2 separate regions of the Mus musculus genome follow, and region 2 is linked to region 1. A link is a contact called in public HiChIP or PLAC-seq data. All regions are on one chromosome and are shown on one strand. Each heading gives the region's core, a stretch centred on a gene start, on an enhancer-like site or on the middle of the called end of the contact. The rest is flanking DNA. Distances are from core to core; before and after follow the strand shown.

What was found. HiChIP or PLAC-seq counts read pairs in DNA pulled down with a chosen protein or histone mark.
Region 2: a contact with region 1 is called in an H3K4me3 HiChIP or PLAC-seq map of embryonic limb bud, with 2.2 times the contacts expected there. The contact joins the promoter of Hoxd13 here to the enhancer-like site in region 1. A contact is called at or near these places in 11 of 39 promoter capture datasets (the 3T3-L1 cell line, 3T3-L1-derived adipocytes, the C10 cell line and 7 more), 1 of 115 datasets of contacts at active chromatin or transcription factors (embryonic limb bud) and 1 of 9 other capture datasets (embryonic stem cells).

Annotation. Positions count from the first base shown.
Region 1 is chr2:74,378,236-74,385,816 of GRCm38.p6, forward strand. No RefSeq gene overlaps it. Among named protein-coding and RNA genes, the nearest start is that of 4930441J16Rik, 74 kb to the left of the region's middle. Within about 2 kb of position 2,861, at least 7 of the 459 cell types and tissues checked have an H3K27ac peak or open chromatin away from gene starts, as enhancers often do. A contact at or near this core is called in embryonic limb bud, where this site is marked.
Region 2 is chr2:74,664,378-74,671,958 of GRCm38.p6, forward strand. It overlaps Hoxd13 (homeobox D13), which reads left to right and starts at 3,848. Exons shown (of 2, transcript NM_008275.4): 1 at 3,848-4,701; 2 at 5,509-7,226. The coding sequence starts at 3,933. The coding sequence ends at 5,759. Gm31790 (a long non-coding RNA gene) reads left to right here. Exons shown (of 3, transcript XR_374674.2): 2 at 448-649; 3 at 2,111-2,514.

The DNA of each region.
Region 1 (7,581 bases), core at 1,611-4,110:
TTAATTCTTGGAATATATGGAGCATAGTATCTAATGGATGGTTAACTACATCAACTAAGTCAGAAATAGAAACATATCAGAAGCCTCAGATGCCTTTGACCAGACAGAAATCACAGTGGAGAACACATGGGTGAGTTGGCTGTTCATGTCATGCTGTCCAAGAAGCAGAGAGAGAAAGAGACAGATTGGCTGGGGGGGGCGGGGAGGGGCGAGCAGGACAGGTGAGGTGGAATAGAGTCCCAATGTATACCAGGAGAGCATACACACAATAATCTATTTTCTCCAACTAGGTCACATCTCCTTAAGTTCCTACCTCTTCTCGATAGTAGCAGTACATAAGGACCAAGTCTTCAACACCTGAGCTTTCGGGAGTCATTTCAGAGATTTTGTACAAGAGGTACAGGCAACATAACATCTTAAGGAAATAAGAGTGACTTTAGGTTTTCCCCAAGTATCTAGATAGACAGTAATATTGTTTAGTGAAGGAAGAAAGTTTTGAGGAGATAAAGAATTCTGTCAGAAAGAAATTAAGTTGAGGATTCTTGTTGAGATACGCAAGTAGAGATGTTGAGAAGGATGTCTGGTATAAAAATATAGAACTCAAAGGAGAAGCCAGGTCTAAATATATAGACTTGTGAGCATGACTGAGAGCTGTACAGGGAGGTGTTTAAAATGTAGCTCCTGGGTTCTGCCAGCAACGCTTCCATCACAATCACTCTGACGTGGATGGGATTTGCACTTCTAGCTACCTTTAATTAGATGGTTCCAAAAACTCCTGTAATGCACCATTCTGCTTTGGATGATATGAATCAGTGATTAGCTCTTTTACCTTTTAAATATGGACATATTGTTTGCATATTTTATCTTTCTATATGCATATACTATGTACATATATATACTATATGCTATATATATATATGTATATAGATACACAGAACCATACATGTTGCTATATACATATATTATATATAACATACTAATATAATACATGCAAATATTAATATATTGTTGAAAACTAATTATTCTATAACAAAGCACATTCTGATATATTCTAGCAATGTATATTATTTGTTAAATAAGTCACAATATCATTGGACTTAACCTAGTTATATAATTATACTTAAGTAAATTTCTCGTATTTTTTAATCTTCATTAAAAATGAGAAACAAATTTCTTTCAAAGAAAACAAGCATACTATATTTACAGAATTCCCTTTTCTGTACAAATTTTAATGTAAAGGAGAGAGAGATAAAGAAAGCAGAGAAGAGTTTTGTTTGCATTGAAATGAATTGTTCTATGGGCCCACATAGTTATTAACTGACCTAGTTTGTTTGCTTTCTGTTGCTATGATAAAGCATTAACCAAAAGTAACTTGGGGAAGAAAGAGTTTATTTGGCTTACAATACTGATCACTATCCATCACTGGGGGTGGGGGGTGGGGGTGGAACCAAGGCAGGAACTCAAGCAGTACGGTAACCTGGAAACAGAAACCGAGGCAGAAACCACAAAGGAATGCTGCCCATTGGCTTGCTCGCTATGGCTTGCTTAGCTTCCTTTCTTATACAATCTAGGACCATTTGTCCAGGGTGCCACCCCTCATAGTGAGCTGCTCTCTCTCACAATAACCATCAATCAAGACAATGCCTCACAAACTTGCATACAGTAAAATTTAATCAAAGCAATACCTCAACCAAAACTTCCTCTTCCCAGAAGACTCTAGTTTGTGTTACATTGACAATAAACTAACCAGGACCTCCATGAAGTAAGCCATACTTTTTCTACTAGCAGTTCACACACCAGATTAGAAACTATTCTGAAATTAGGCAGGTGATCCAACTCTCTCTCTCTCTCTCTCTCTCTCTCTCTCTCTCTCTCTCTCTCTCTCTCTTCCTCTCTCTCTCTCTCTCTCTGTGTGTGTGTGTGTGTGCATGTGTGTGTATGTATGTGTAATATATCTGTCAAAATTAAGGCAGAATTTTTGTGCAATCTTTGACCTCTTTCATCTTCTGCAACTTCTCAAAAATGGCTGAGTAGTCTATTATTCCCAACCTATTATCCTTACCCCTGCTAAATATCCCCTATCTAGAGCCTTGGCATTCAGTTTGGGTTGCAATATCAGCCCATCAAAGCTCTAATTCTATCTCCCCTCATGGCACTTGCCTCTTTAGCTATGCTCCTGTTGGCTTTCCTGTTGATGATCATTCTTATAACCATGGGAGCCTCAGAATAAAGTAAACTTTTGACCTGGAGTTGGAAGACCCACTCAGAAAGAGCCTTCTTTTCTTTTCTCTTTTTGATCTTTAGATGGGGGCAGGTAAGTTACTTGATTCATTAGGGTTTCCTATTGCTTCATAACTCCAGTCTTATCCCCTCTTTGGTCTTCCTGATGCAACTTCACAGCATCTCCACATTTTGTGTGAATGCTTGACCACGTGCCTGTCCTCCTGCATGTCTCTTTAATATACCTTCCCACTCCCAGGCACCTCCCCGTGTTCATTATCTCACCACAGCAGATGTTTTAAAGTGCTCCTAGTCCACAGTGAACATTCATAAACCATTATTGGACGATTGATGGGTTCAGCTTTCAGAATATGGCTAGCTGATCAGGAAGCCTGTCACAGGGCTGTTTTCATTACTCAACAGTCTTTGTCGCTAGTTAGATTACTGCTCAGGTGAGGTCAGGGGAGATATGACTTGGGTCCAGGACAGCTGACCTCAATATCTCTCCAAGGCTGGTTTAATGGTTAAGATAAAAGGAATTCTGGAAACAAAGTTCCGGGAGACTTTGTGGTAGAATAAACGGTGGTGGTGAATAGGGACATGCACTTGCCATTAAAAGTGGCATGTTTATGGGGTGCTGACACAGTTTATGGGGTGCGTGCCTTTGGGTACCAGCCAGAACCATGCTTTTCCTAGTATTTTCAGCCTTTTCCCAAAGGTTTGCACAGCACAGCTGTGACAAAGCTGCCAGGGGAATTCCTCAAGTTGAGGGTTGTTTTTATGTTTAACCAATGTTCTCTTCTACCACCAGGACTGCAAGCATGAAAGGGCATTCTCTTCAGATTTAGCTCTGCCACTGGGATCAGCACATGTCACAATCCTAGATTCCTTTATATGGTCTTCTATGTTGCGCTGATGGGCACCATTCCTATTGAATTCACACAAGTGCACATGCACACTCGCATGTGTGGGCACATCACATGTACACACACACACACACACACACACACACACACACACACACACACACACAATCCTACCTGGGTTGTGCTACCAAGAATACTTGCATGAGATCCTAGCCTTGCCCTCAATGTCTTATGTTACACTTCTAGATCATGAATAATCACACTGCAGTTGGGCACAACACTTCTAAAAATTGTGAGCATAATAGCATAATATAATGATATAATATAATTATATATAATATATACAACATATAATATAATGATATAATATAATGGAATCATATAATGATATAACAACTTCCATGGAAATAACAGTTTACATTCCACTTGTACACTTTGCACCCCCCCTCCCCCCCCCATCTCAGTATGACAGGAACAGTAAAGGAAGTAGAGCTGCCCTGTTTTACGATCTCCGAAGACCTTCCAGAATGTTTGGCAGTTCAAGGTGGCTGGGTTCTACAACCTTAAATATCTGCTCTCTCGAATTCCACAAATAGTATTTACATGTCTGGACTAGTTGGAAGCATAACTTGAATTTCAATTTCCAGACTTAGCCTGATAAAGTGTCTATATGCTTTAATGTCGGTCTTGGGTTGTTACTTAAGGAAGTCCGTGGCTTTGTCAGCCTATCTTCCTCAGTTCCTTTACCAGGTAAGACCTCTAAGATCAAAGCAGCAATAACCCAGTTGGCCAACATTTACACAAAAGGGGTGAGTGAAGAACTCCCCGCCCCCAACCCTGAGTTTAAAGTACAGAGCATGCCAGGTCTCAAACAGCAAGCTGAAAACTTTTCCCCTGTTTTCTGCTTTCTACATGTTGATTTGGAGTTGCTTGGAGATGGAAAGATCCATCTGGTTTTGTCTATTCCAGCTCCACCTCACACTGGAAGGTGAGTGAGTAGCCAGGCTTCGTTCAGACACCCGACACTGGATTCACCAGGCATTTCTAGGACTTACAAAGTTGTATACATAGGAATACCATACACAAGGCACCCGAAAATAGTATTCAGGAAAGCTAGAAGATGGCAAGGGGCCTTTGACAAGGTCCTCGTGCCCAGAAATGTTTCTAACTAAACCTCTGTCCTTAGGAACCCTGTCCCCGGTCCAGCACTCTCTACCCTGGTTTCTGATTGAATATTCTTTTATTTTTAAATTTTGTTTTGTTTTGTTTTGTTTTGAGACAGGCTGTTGCTATGTAACCCAGGCTGACCTTGAACTCACTCAGGCTGCTGTCAAACTCAGAGGATCATTCTTTGCAATCATCATAAATGCTGGAATCACAAGCATGTGTCACTATGCCCAGCTATGATTTGGGTTTTCTTGCCTGCCAGTCTTACCATCTTCCTGTTACTTCAATCAATCTTTTTCTCCTCTGTGCTGAGTGAACTTAAAATCTTTCTATCCCAGCAGTCTAGATATAGTTAGACTCCATATTCCCAGCAGTCTAGACATAGAACCCCCTATTCCCAAGCCCACCTCCCACCTCAGTCCTACTCCTTCAACTATGGAATCACTCCAGTCCCTGATCCCCATGCCACATTTCTCTGTCTAGCCAGGAACAAGCCAGTGTTTTTATCCTGAGCTCTGATCAGCCATGCCAATGGTTTCACAGTCTGTGTGCACTTACCTTTCATGTTCAGTACATACCTTCTTCCCTCTGTGTGTACCCTTCCTGACTTCTGATATTATCTGTGTTGACTTTTCTGTCATTGCCTAACCACTCTGGAAACCTACACTTAGCCCACATTGTCTTTGTCTACTGTTTTTATAGCATCCGAGAAGAGCAGTGAGTACCCTCAACACACTCAGCAAGACACACAAAGGTGACAATTCTCAAAGCAAAGGATACATTCATCAAATTTAACCCCAATTCTATCAATTCTCTTAAAAATGATAATTATGTTAATCTGGAAGAGTGGATAATCAGGAGACTGAGGAATTTCAAAAAATAAATATAGTCAAAAGAAAATTTGCATGACTACTACCAGATTTAAATGTGTTTTAAAGGAACTGTGCCTAAACGGAGATGACCAGATCAAAGGAACAGAGAGTAAAGGAATATAGCCATGAGAAGACAGGCATTCTGCAATTTTTAAATAGAACATATAAAATAATAAGGAAAAGAGGCTGACGTTAAGTATTGCAGATGTCATTAATAACAATTTGAGAAGTTAATTTATTAGGTTTTTTTTTTGTTTTTGTATAGTGTGCTTTGAGCATAGTCACAGCATCCCTCAGCTCCTTCTAGATCCAGCTCCATTTCCTAACCACCCAACTTTGGGTCCTCTTTAAAAACAATCATAAAGTCATATTTGTGCTACCCATATATTCTTGGGTATGTGGACTTCTACAGGAGCATGGTCCACTTAGCAAGGGCCATACTCCTAAGGAAAACTGACTCTTCCTATCCCAGGAACTGTCGGTTGCCAGCAACAGCTCTGCAGTTAGAGGAGAGGGTTTTTGTGTGCAATTCTCTCCATGGTAGAGCTTGAACTGGCTTGAGTCTCATGCATGTTGTCACAACCACCGTCAGTTCATGTGAGCAACTGCCCTACTGTGTGCAAAGACATAGTTTCATTGTAGCCACCTACTTCCAAACCTCCAAACAGCATAATAAGTTATATCTCAAAAACAACTGCTAGAAATAAATAAAATATATATTTTGTATAAGCATGTATAAGAATACTTCAGGATTTTACCAAAATTATATAATTTATATAGGATGAAATGTATTATATAATAAGAAATAGTGCAATAGTTTTAGAAACTTACTTCTAACTTCTTGTTTGAATGCAATATTATTATATTATAATGATATAAAACATGTTTTATTTTTATATGGAAAGGATAAAAAGGATCCTTATGGATATTTATATATCCTTAAAAGGGATATATATATAAAGTCAATGACATGATTGATTTTTAAAAAACAGCAAAATAAGGCAATGAGACAGTCTCATCAAAGCTCCTAGCTAAAATAAGAGATGTAGCTTCACCTTAGGTGCAATGGTTAGCGCCATGATGCATTGTGCAAATAAACCTTTCATTTATTATTGGGAAAGTGAGAAAGTGCCACACAGCTTTAAAACAGCTTCCTCACACATATTAATCTGTGTCCAGCAATAAATAAAACTTCTAATGTTACTTTTTAAGAATTTGTCCAGCAAACACAGGGTCATTAACACCCAAAGATATAGAGCTAAGATATTCTTAGAAACACTTTATTTTTTACAAGAACAAAATATTAAAGACTATTTAAATGCCCATCAGTAAAGGAGCATTTAAGTAACTTAGGCTCCAAGTCTACTGTAGAATGTCAAAGAAACATTCATTAGGTTGAGACAGATGTAGATTTCTCACTCCAGAAGATGCCCCTGATATACTGCATTTAAAATCTGTCCACAAATGGCATGTGTAGTGCTATTATATTTCTGGAAAATATTATATTTGAATATGAATAACAAAAGAACCTGCAACAACCAACAAAGCTGACAATGGTGATTGTTGCAGGATGAAACTGTGTGTAGCCCTTATATGTCTCTATCATGTGAACGTTATATGCTATGCTTATATCTGTGTCTATTCACAGGGGGAACAATCTTAAAAATATTCATGAGTAGGAAAGAAAGATTCTAAGAGACAGAGGTGGTAGTTGGCTTCAGTTGAATGTGCAAACTTGTAGAGACTGTGACAGCATGCACAGGATCAAGCTGGGGTGTGGAGGAGGGAAAGTGGGCACAGCATCTCACCATCCAAGAGGCTATTCACAACTGATAGCTACTGGGAGAGGGGAAAATCAGTTTTCTCCAATGAAGTGGCACTGGCTGTATTAACCACACTGCAGGGCAAGCCTCATGCTCACAGGAAGATGACAAATGGACTTCATGTTATTGGGGGGGTATTTTTTTTAAGAAGAGAAAGAATATAAAGCTGGTCAGAGAGATTGGGAAAGATCTGAAAAAATTGGAGGAGAGACTATGATAAAAATATATAGTATAATACTCTCAGAGTACACACAAAAACCATTTTTCTTAAGTATTTGTTAAGAAATATTCCTTAGGGAAAGTCCCCTTCTTCTGTTTCTCTGGCTAGGGTTGACCATGTCACTGTCATGGCCATAAATTCAGTGATGTTTATTTACAGTCATCTTCCAGTGGCTAACACTGTGGTACTTCACGTCTACCAATTCTAAAATAGATACAATAAAACATCTGTTGTACCCCAACAGTTCTTGCAGCAACCCAACCATGCTGCATTGTAAATAGTGTGGCCCAATGGCAGATTTTTGTGCAAACTAATGCCAATAGCTTTTTCTTTCTGAGTCGTGTGTGTGTGTGTGTGTGTGTGCGCGCGCGTGCACGTGCGTATGTGTGTGTTTGTGTGTGCTTCTAAGATGA
Region 2 (7,581 bases), core at 2,598-5,097, 290 kb after region 1:
GCCTTATACACAAAATGTTGTGATTCTCTTGGGGTTTGCTTCATATTTTGTTTGCTCTGTTTTTTTTTTTCTCAGCCTGAGTGAAGTTGATTATTAGCTGGAGAGGAAAAATTAGCTCCAGAGCTGGCAGACAGACATGGTCAGGAACAAAAACCAGCCAGTTCTTCTCAACTTAAGACCCTGCTTCTAAACTGAGACGTTTTCTACTGAATCATTGGTTTCTCAAAAGTTAATTAAAAGGGTGTTCTGTATTTCCTGGTTGTGGTCATCAAGGTAAATACTTTCAAAGGCATCTCCCACAACCCTTTTCTGGCAGGATCCTGCCATCCTGGTTGTAATCGTCATCAATTGTGTTGTTAATTGAGCTCATTGCTGTCTTGGTAAACAGGACACTTCAATAAGTCTAAGTCATAGCCTGTATCCATTCATTTTTCCATCCCCAAACAGATGTACAAATTGTGAGATCTACAAGAAAGAACAGAGGCTATGTCTGTCTCCAGCACAGATTCAATACTCAGTGGGGCGCTTGAGGAAGGAAAGAAGAAAGAGAAGCAAATGGAGAGACGTGGAAGGGGATTGGGGCAGCAAAGGACATCATGGCCTTTCACCCAAATCAGGAAATGTAGCTTTTTTTTTCACAGAACAATAGGTAAGTATTTGGAAATTATTTTCATTGCTAAACTCTTGCTTATCCTTTTGTTAAGATTTCATTGTGATGTGCTGCCACACAAATATAAGGCTCACCCTGTGCTCTTGGACATCTGAAAAAAAAATGGTTATAAGCCTGGCATAGAGGTTCATGCCTGTAATCCCACCCCTTTTGAAAATTTGAGGACAGCCTTGGCTAGAGAGTGGATCTATGTCTCAAAAAAAAAAATTGAAGGAAAAAAATAGATTACAATTAAATTTCAGCTTGAATACAGTTTGGACACAAGATATCCAAGCTAAACGAAAACATTTCTTCTTATTTAACTGCAGCATCCTCTCTATACCTGCCTACCCACCCCGTAAACTACCAACACCCTAATTTTACCTCATAATCAGCCTCAGCAGTCTGGCTCAACAGCAGTGACTTCCCTGGGATCCTGGGATTTGGAGTTCTACCTGTGGGCCCTTTCAGAGACCTTTTTCTAGTATAACCTACTTCTGCATATCTAAACTTAATTTTTGTTGAAGTCACAGACAAGCTGGTGATAGAAAATGATAAAATTCATTATTCAAAACTTTCTTTATTTCTGAATAACCTTTGAAATTGGCAGAGAAACCCTAAGTTCTACAAGGGCACCACAGAGCGTTATAGGGAAGAAGACTATATCAAGAAGTTTTAGCCTAAGCATTAACTCCTATATTCTCCCAGCCAAGCACAACTTATTTTCTTGTGTGGTAATTTAAGCAAAGGTTGAGACTTTAGTTTCAAAATGTGACAATTTTTGTTTTAACTTTATTTTCTTCGATTTAAAAATACAATGCTTATCAAATGTATTAGTCAGATTTTTAAAAAATGGTACTGAAGCCCAAAGAACACAAAACTACTAAATTATTGAGTTTTAGGAGACTGAGGTGTGTTGGTTCTGGCTATTTCTGTTTAATTTGTTTTTAAAAACGTTTCAGTAAATGTTTAAAGCCATAGGGGTGCGGTGGGGGAGTATCAATGGCTCCCAAGTTGTTCTTTCTCTGTGAGTAACAAGAAAGGAAACAAGGAGAAAATACAACATCTCATTGTTACTCTTTTTCAAAAGCTCAGAAATACTACTACCTGGCTCTTCAAATGCAATCCAGCTTCCATTCTAACTTTTGTCCTTTCTCAAGCAATCAAAATTATCGCGATCAACAAATTACTACCCATCACAATGCTGCAAAAACCTGGAGAGACCCTCCGGGTTTGAATTTGACCATGACCAGGTCTAGGATTTTTAAAAGTTATACAAATTCTCTTAGTTTCCAGTACCTCTCATAACCTACACCCCCATCCCCTTATTTGAGCCTTTTATGGTTACTGTGGTTTTTGTGTCAACACTCTAATGCCATCAGCCCACCCTGTGATGCCAGACCAGACCAGGCCCAGAAGGACCTTGCTCACTCCTTTTCTTCTTTTCTTCTTCTTTCTCAGAGCTTATTTTCAGAAGGCAGTGACGCTGAGTGACAAGCTGGACTTAGTATTGCACGTTTAGGGGAGTGATTTTCTTAAAAGATAAACTGGTCTGAAGGTTGATAGTACAGCATCAAACTGGCCCACTTTGAGGCTCACGCACCCACCCAGCACTCTTGACTAACCAAGTCTAAAATAGCTCTCAGGAGACCGACCTAGATTCAAATCAGAGCTCACAAGGACGACCCATAAGTTGTTAAGACTCTGTGAGAGGAGGTGGAAATACAGAGCGATTAGAGCCACCCTACCTAACTCTATCTGGTATTAGCTCCTCCGGTACTCACAACTAGAGCCTACTCTGTCCCTATGAAGTTCTATGAACTCGGACTGCGCCTGTCACCAGTCCGGACTTTACTTGGTGGTGGTGGGGGGGGGGGGGGCGGACAGAGAGAGAGAGAAGAAGAAGAAGAAGAAGAAGAAGAAGAAGAAGAAGAAGAAGAAGAAGAAGAAGAAGAAAAGAGAAGAGAAGAGAAGAGAAAAGAAAAGAAAAGAAAAGAAAAGAAAAGAAAAGAAAAGAAAAGAAAAGAAAAGAAAAGAAAAGAAAAGAAAAGAAAAGAGACGAGAAGAGAAGAAAGGACACCCCCTTGACTTGACACACTCAATTCCCTGCTGTTGGCAGCCTGGAAAAGGAAGCGAAACAAAGGTCCCTGGGAAAGTGAAGTTTTCAATTAATTGGTGTGAGTAACGGGCGGGGGTGGGTGGTGGCTGCAAAAAGCTAGAGGCCGGTATGCTGTGGGCGAGGCGCAGAAGATTCGTGGCACTCTATTGAGTGGCTTTCTCCTCCCGCGCTGGTACGGAGTCTTTTGGGCTGGGCAGGAGGAGGCCAAGCTGAAGCTAAGGCCAGCCTGGCAAAGTGACTGCCGGCTGGCCAAGAGCAGAGACGTGAACCGAACATCTGTGGACTTCCTAGTTGCGCCGATTGTCAGGCTTGCGGCTTCGAGATGAATTCTAAGTCTCTGATGCTGCCCCAAGACTGTTTCGTGAGTATTTTTGTGGGCCGATGGTGCTGTATAGGAAGGATCTACTCCGACTGATGTCCTATGTGTGGAATACTTTTACCCGTTCGTTAGGTATGTTCAAGGTAGGATGAGCTGTCTCGAATTTGGGGTGACGCGGTAGACTAAGGAAAGATGAGCAACAGGTTTTTAAAAATAGAATTGCTCTGTTTTCTCGTCATTCTGCTCATCTCTGTCCTTCATCCTCACTTTGGTGTGCAGCTCGAGGAGCCAAAGAGCAGTGGCAAAAACAACGGTTGCGGAGATGAAGCGCAGGCCTCGGCGCCCGCCTCGCAGACAGGCCCGAGATGGGCCGTCGCGCAATCAGGGGGTGGCTGCAAAGTCAACTCCTGGGTCTGGGGGAGGGCGGGGATGCGAGGTGGGCCTCCCAAAGGGCTGAAGAGGGGTGGGGACCGGGTGGGTGGGTCCAGCCGGACCTGGGCTGGGAGCCAGGCTCTCCCGCGCCCCCACCCCCACGTGTCCCGGCGCAGCCAATGGCAGGGTCCCCGGCCGGCGCCCTCGGGGCGGGAGACGGCCCCCTGACCGTCCCAGGCCCCCTCCCAACCTGAACTTCGTTTTTATAAACGTCCCGCGATGAGCTAACCTGTTGGAGGGCGGGCGGGCGGGCGGGCGGGCAGGAGGCGGGAGGCTCGCGGAGGGAGAGAGGACGGGAGGGAAAGGGCGGGAGCGAGCGCGCCGCGGAACACAGCGAGGAGGGAGGAGGCGCAGCGCGCCATGGTGTCCTGCGCGGGGCCGAGGCCGGGGCCCGGGCCGGGCCAGGCCGGGCCATGAGCCGCTCGGGGACTTGGGACATGGATGGGCTGCGGGCGGACGGCGGGGCCGCTGGGGCGGCACCGGCCTCCTCCTCCTCCTCCGTAGCAGCGCCTGGCCAGTGTCGCGGCTTCCTGTCGGCGCCGGTGTTCGCGGGGACACATTCCGGACGCGCGGCGGCGGCGGCCGCAGCAGCGGCGGCGGCAGCGGCGGCAGCATCCAGCTTCGCTTACCCAGGGACCTCTGAGCGCACAGGCTCTTCGTCGTCGTCGTCATCCTCGGCTGTGATCGCCACTCGCCCCGAGGCTCCTGTGGCCAAAGAGTGTCCCGCGCCAGCGGCCGCCGCGACCGCTGCAGCACCGCCGGGCGCTCCCGCGCTGGGCTATGGCTACCACTTCGGCAACGGTTACTACAGCTGCCGCATGTCGCACGGCGTAGGCTTACAGCAGAACGCTCTCAAGTCGTCCCCGCACGCTTCTCTCGGAGGTTTCCCGGTGGAGAAGTACATGGACGTGTCGGGCCTGGCGAGCAGCAGCGTACCGACCAACGAGGTGCCCGCAAGAGCCAAGGAAGTGTCCTTCTACCAGGGCTACACAAGTCCCTATCAGCACGTGCCTGGCTACATCGACATGGTGTCCACTTTTGGATCCGGGGAACCTCGGCACGAGGCATACATCTCCATGGAGGGCTACCAGTCCTGGACGCTAGCCAACGGGTGGAACAGCCAGGTGTACTGTGCCAAGGATCAGCCACAGGGGTCCCATTTTTGGAAATCATCCTTTCCAGGTAGGAGCAACGAAAAAAGGGGAGGGAGAAAAAAGAAAAGCCCCTATTTGGGAGTGGTTACTTATATTCCAGGCCTGACCAGGTATAATCCACTAGAAAAATTTGTTTAGTCTCTGTGATCTCTGACTTTCCCAATTAAAAGCGCCTCTGCTATGTTTTCCTTCCCGTGAAGCACAAGTGCTTTTTATCCACTAAAGTTCAAGATCTTTCGTTACCTTTGCTGCTTCCCCCTTCCTCTCCCTCCCTCCCTCTTTCCCCTTTCCCTAACCCCATCCCCCTCCCTTCCTCACTCCCCTGACTAAAGAGGTTTCTGAAAGGTGCCAGAGTTGGGTCCCCGTGTTTTCAAGTGGGGTTCCAATGACCACTGAAGCTTCTTAGAGCCCATAAACTCCCAAACACAGTAGAAGAGATTAAAGCTTGAGTAAAAGATCTGAAGTGTGTGTGTGTGTGTGTGTGTGTGTGTGTGTGTTTGAATGTATGCAACTGGCAATTGCAGAAACTGTCCTTATGAGCTTCCCCCAATAACCAGACCATAAAATCACAGGCTTGTTAAAATGCCGGTTTGAAAAACCATGATGATCCATCAAATTAGCCTTTGTCTCAAAGTGCAAATAGTCTTTCTTTAATACTGTGTAAATAATATGTCTGTGTAAATAATAATAAAGTATAAACAATCTCATTTTCTTTATTCCCTCCCTTCCCCCGCCCAGTACTAACAAATAACAAACGCACTCACATTAACACAACTCAAAGCTTAGGTGTTCCAAGTATCCAGGCTAATGTTTCCCCTGCTGTTGTTTATGCTAGGAGATGTGGCTTTAAACCAGCCGGACATGTGCGTCTACCGACGGGGAAGGAAGAAAAGGGTGCCTTACACCAAACTGCAGCTCAAAGAACTGGAGAATGAGTATGCCATTAACAAGTTCATTAACAAGGACAAGCGGCGGCGGATCTCAGCTGCCACGAACCTTTCGGAGAGACAAGTAACCATTTGGTTTCAGAATCGAAGGGTGAAGGACAAGAAAATCGTCTCCAAGCTCAAAGACACTGTCTCCTGATGTGGGCCAGGTTGGCCACAGACAGTTTAAATGCGTTCAGTTGTCTCCAAAAAAATACCTTTGAAAAGACTTGAAAATGTATTTAATTTCCCTCCCCCTTCCCTGCCTAGAAAGGCAAGCATTGTGAATCCTTTTCCCCCCTCTCTATCTCTCTCTCTCTCTCTTGACCTTTATCTGGTTCTAAAACTTTTTGCTGCCCAATCCGACTTTGTAATTCTATTTCTTACTTGCTTATTATTGGTTTTGTTCTTGTCTAGGTTTGTTTTTATAATTTTTAAACATTGTTTCTCCCTCCAGGCCAGTATGAGGAAAAAAAAACTTGAAGTATTTTTTTCAATAATCCCCCCAAATGAATTTCAGAAGTGCCCTTGTATTTAGGGGTTTATTTTTTTAACAGGATTTTATATGTGTTTCCAGCACTGATTATGCTTATAATCCATTAGGCCAGAATCGTTTTTTTTAGCCTTTCATACCCTGTGATTGTGTAATTGAATCATTAGCTCTCAGAAGTTTCCCCAAGGCAAGTGGAAACAGCTCTTAGGCATTAGGTGATTTAGGACCGCTGGGAGAGTCTGAAACTTGGAGGTTGAAGGCACGTGATGACTTTAAAAGCAGCTACCTTATTAATATTGAAATTAAGACAATCACCCTTATCTTTGGCAGTCTCCTTTGCTGTTTTGTGTGGTTTTAACATGTCTTGTAGCTGTGATTTTTGAACCTGAAAACAGCATTCCTAGTGGATGCCTTTATTTCTCCAACTCTACATGCAGCTATTAAAATACTTACACTTGGCAGAGTGACTGGAGATAGTATAAATTCATCCCGTTCCTTGGGTCTGTGGGAATGGAGCTAAGGCCATCTCCTCAATCCTTGGAAAGAGACTCAGCCAATGTGGCCATGGGTGGGAACTTCTGTCCAGAGCTCAGTGAAGAAGTTAATTGTCTGAATGCATGGGCCTCTCAGAGCTTTAAAATATCTAACACATTTTTTAAATATGGAGCTCTAAGGACCAAGAGGGAAAAAGAAACTTCTGAAAGTGATGAACTACTTTCAAAAATGTTGCGTATTTATGGGACTGAAAGATTATTTTTGTAGATACAGTGTGTGTGAGCAGTGCTTCGAGCATTTAAAAATCACATTTTACTCCTAGGGAGATATAAATAAAAAGAACTCTCTTGTCTCCACTGAGTCTTCATCCATTTGTGTTTTTCAAGCTTGTGCTGCCTCTAGAAGCTGTTTTTATTTATTATAAAACTTTGCTCTCCTCGACATCTGTAGATGAAGGAAACAACACCAGTTCTGGTCTCTGAAACCTCCATGTTCTGTTCTCCATTTCTGTCCACCTCCTTCTAACACAAATAGTGATGTTTAAAATGAGGATATCATCTGTGATGTCTAAAATCATCATTTTAAAACCAGACCAACTCATTAAAAATCAATAAATTTTATTTCTTTCAATATTATCAATTTATTTGACATTTTTTTATTTATTAATCAATGGGTGCCTGGGTAGAGAAAAACTCACTGGAACATTTGGGGCCTACAGAGGGTCCATTGTAAATATCTTCGCTAGGAAGTTCTTGAAATTAGAGAAAGCCACATCCATATTTGGCAATCAATAAAGAAACGCTTCAAGCATCCCGTGTGGTATGCAGTAATTGACAACTGAAACTGCTATTATATACCCTAGCAACTAAACACAAGTTTTAGGAATCAGGAACTTTTTTTTCCTGATTCAGTCCTCTTTGCCACTCAGGGAAACGGGCCACAGAGAAAGTGGGGCTCCTTGTAGCCACTACTATAATCTAGTGCAAGCTAACTT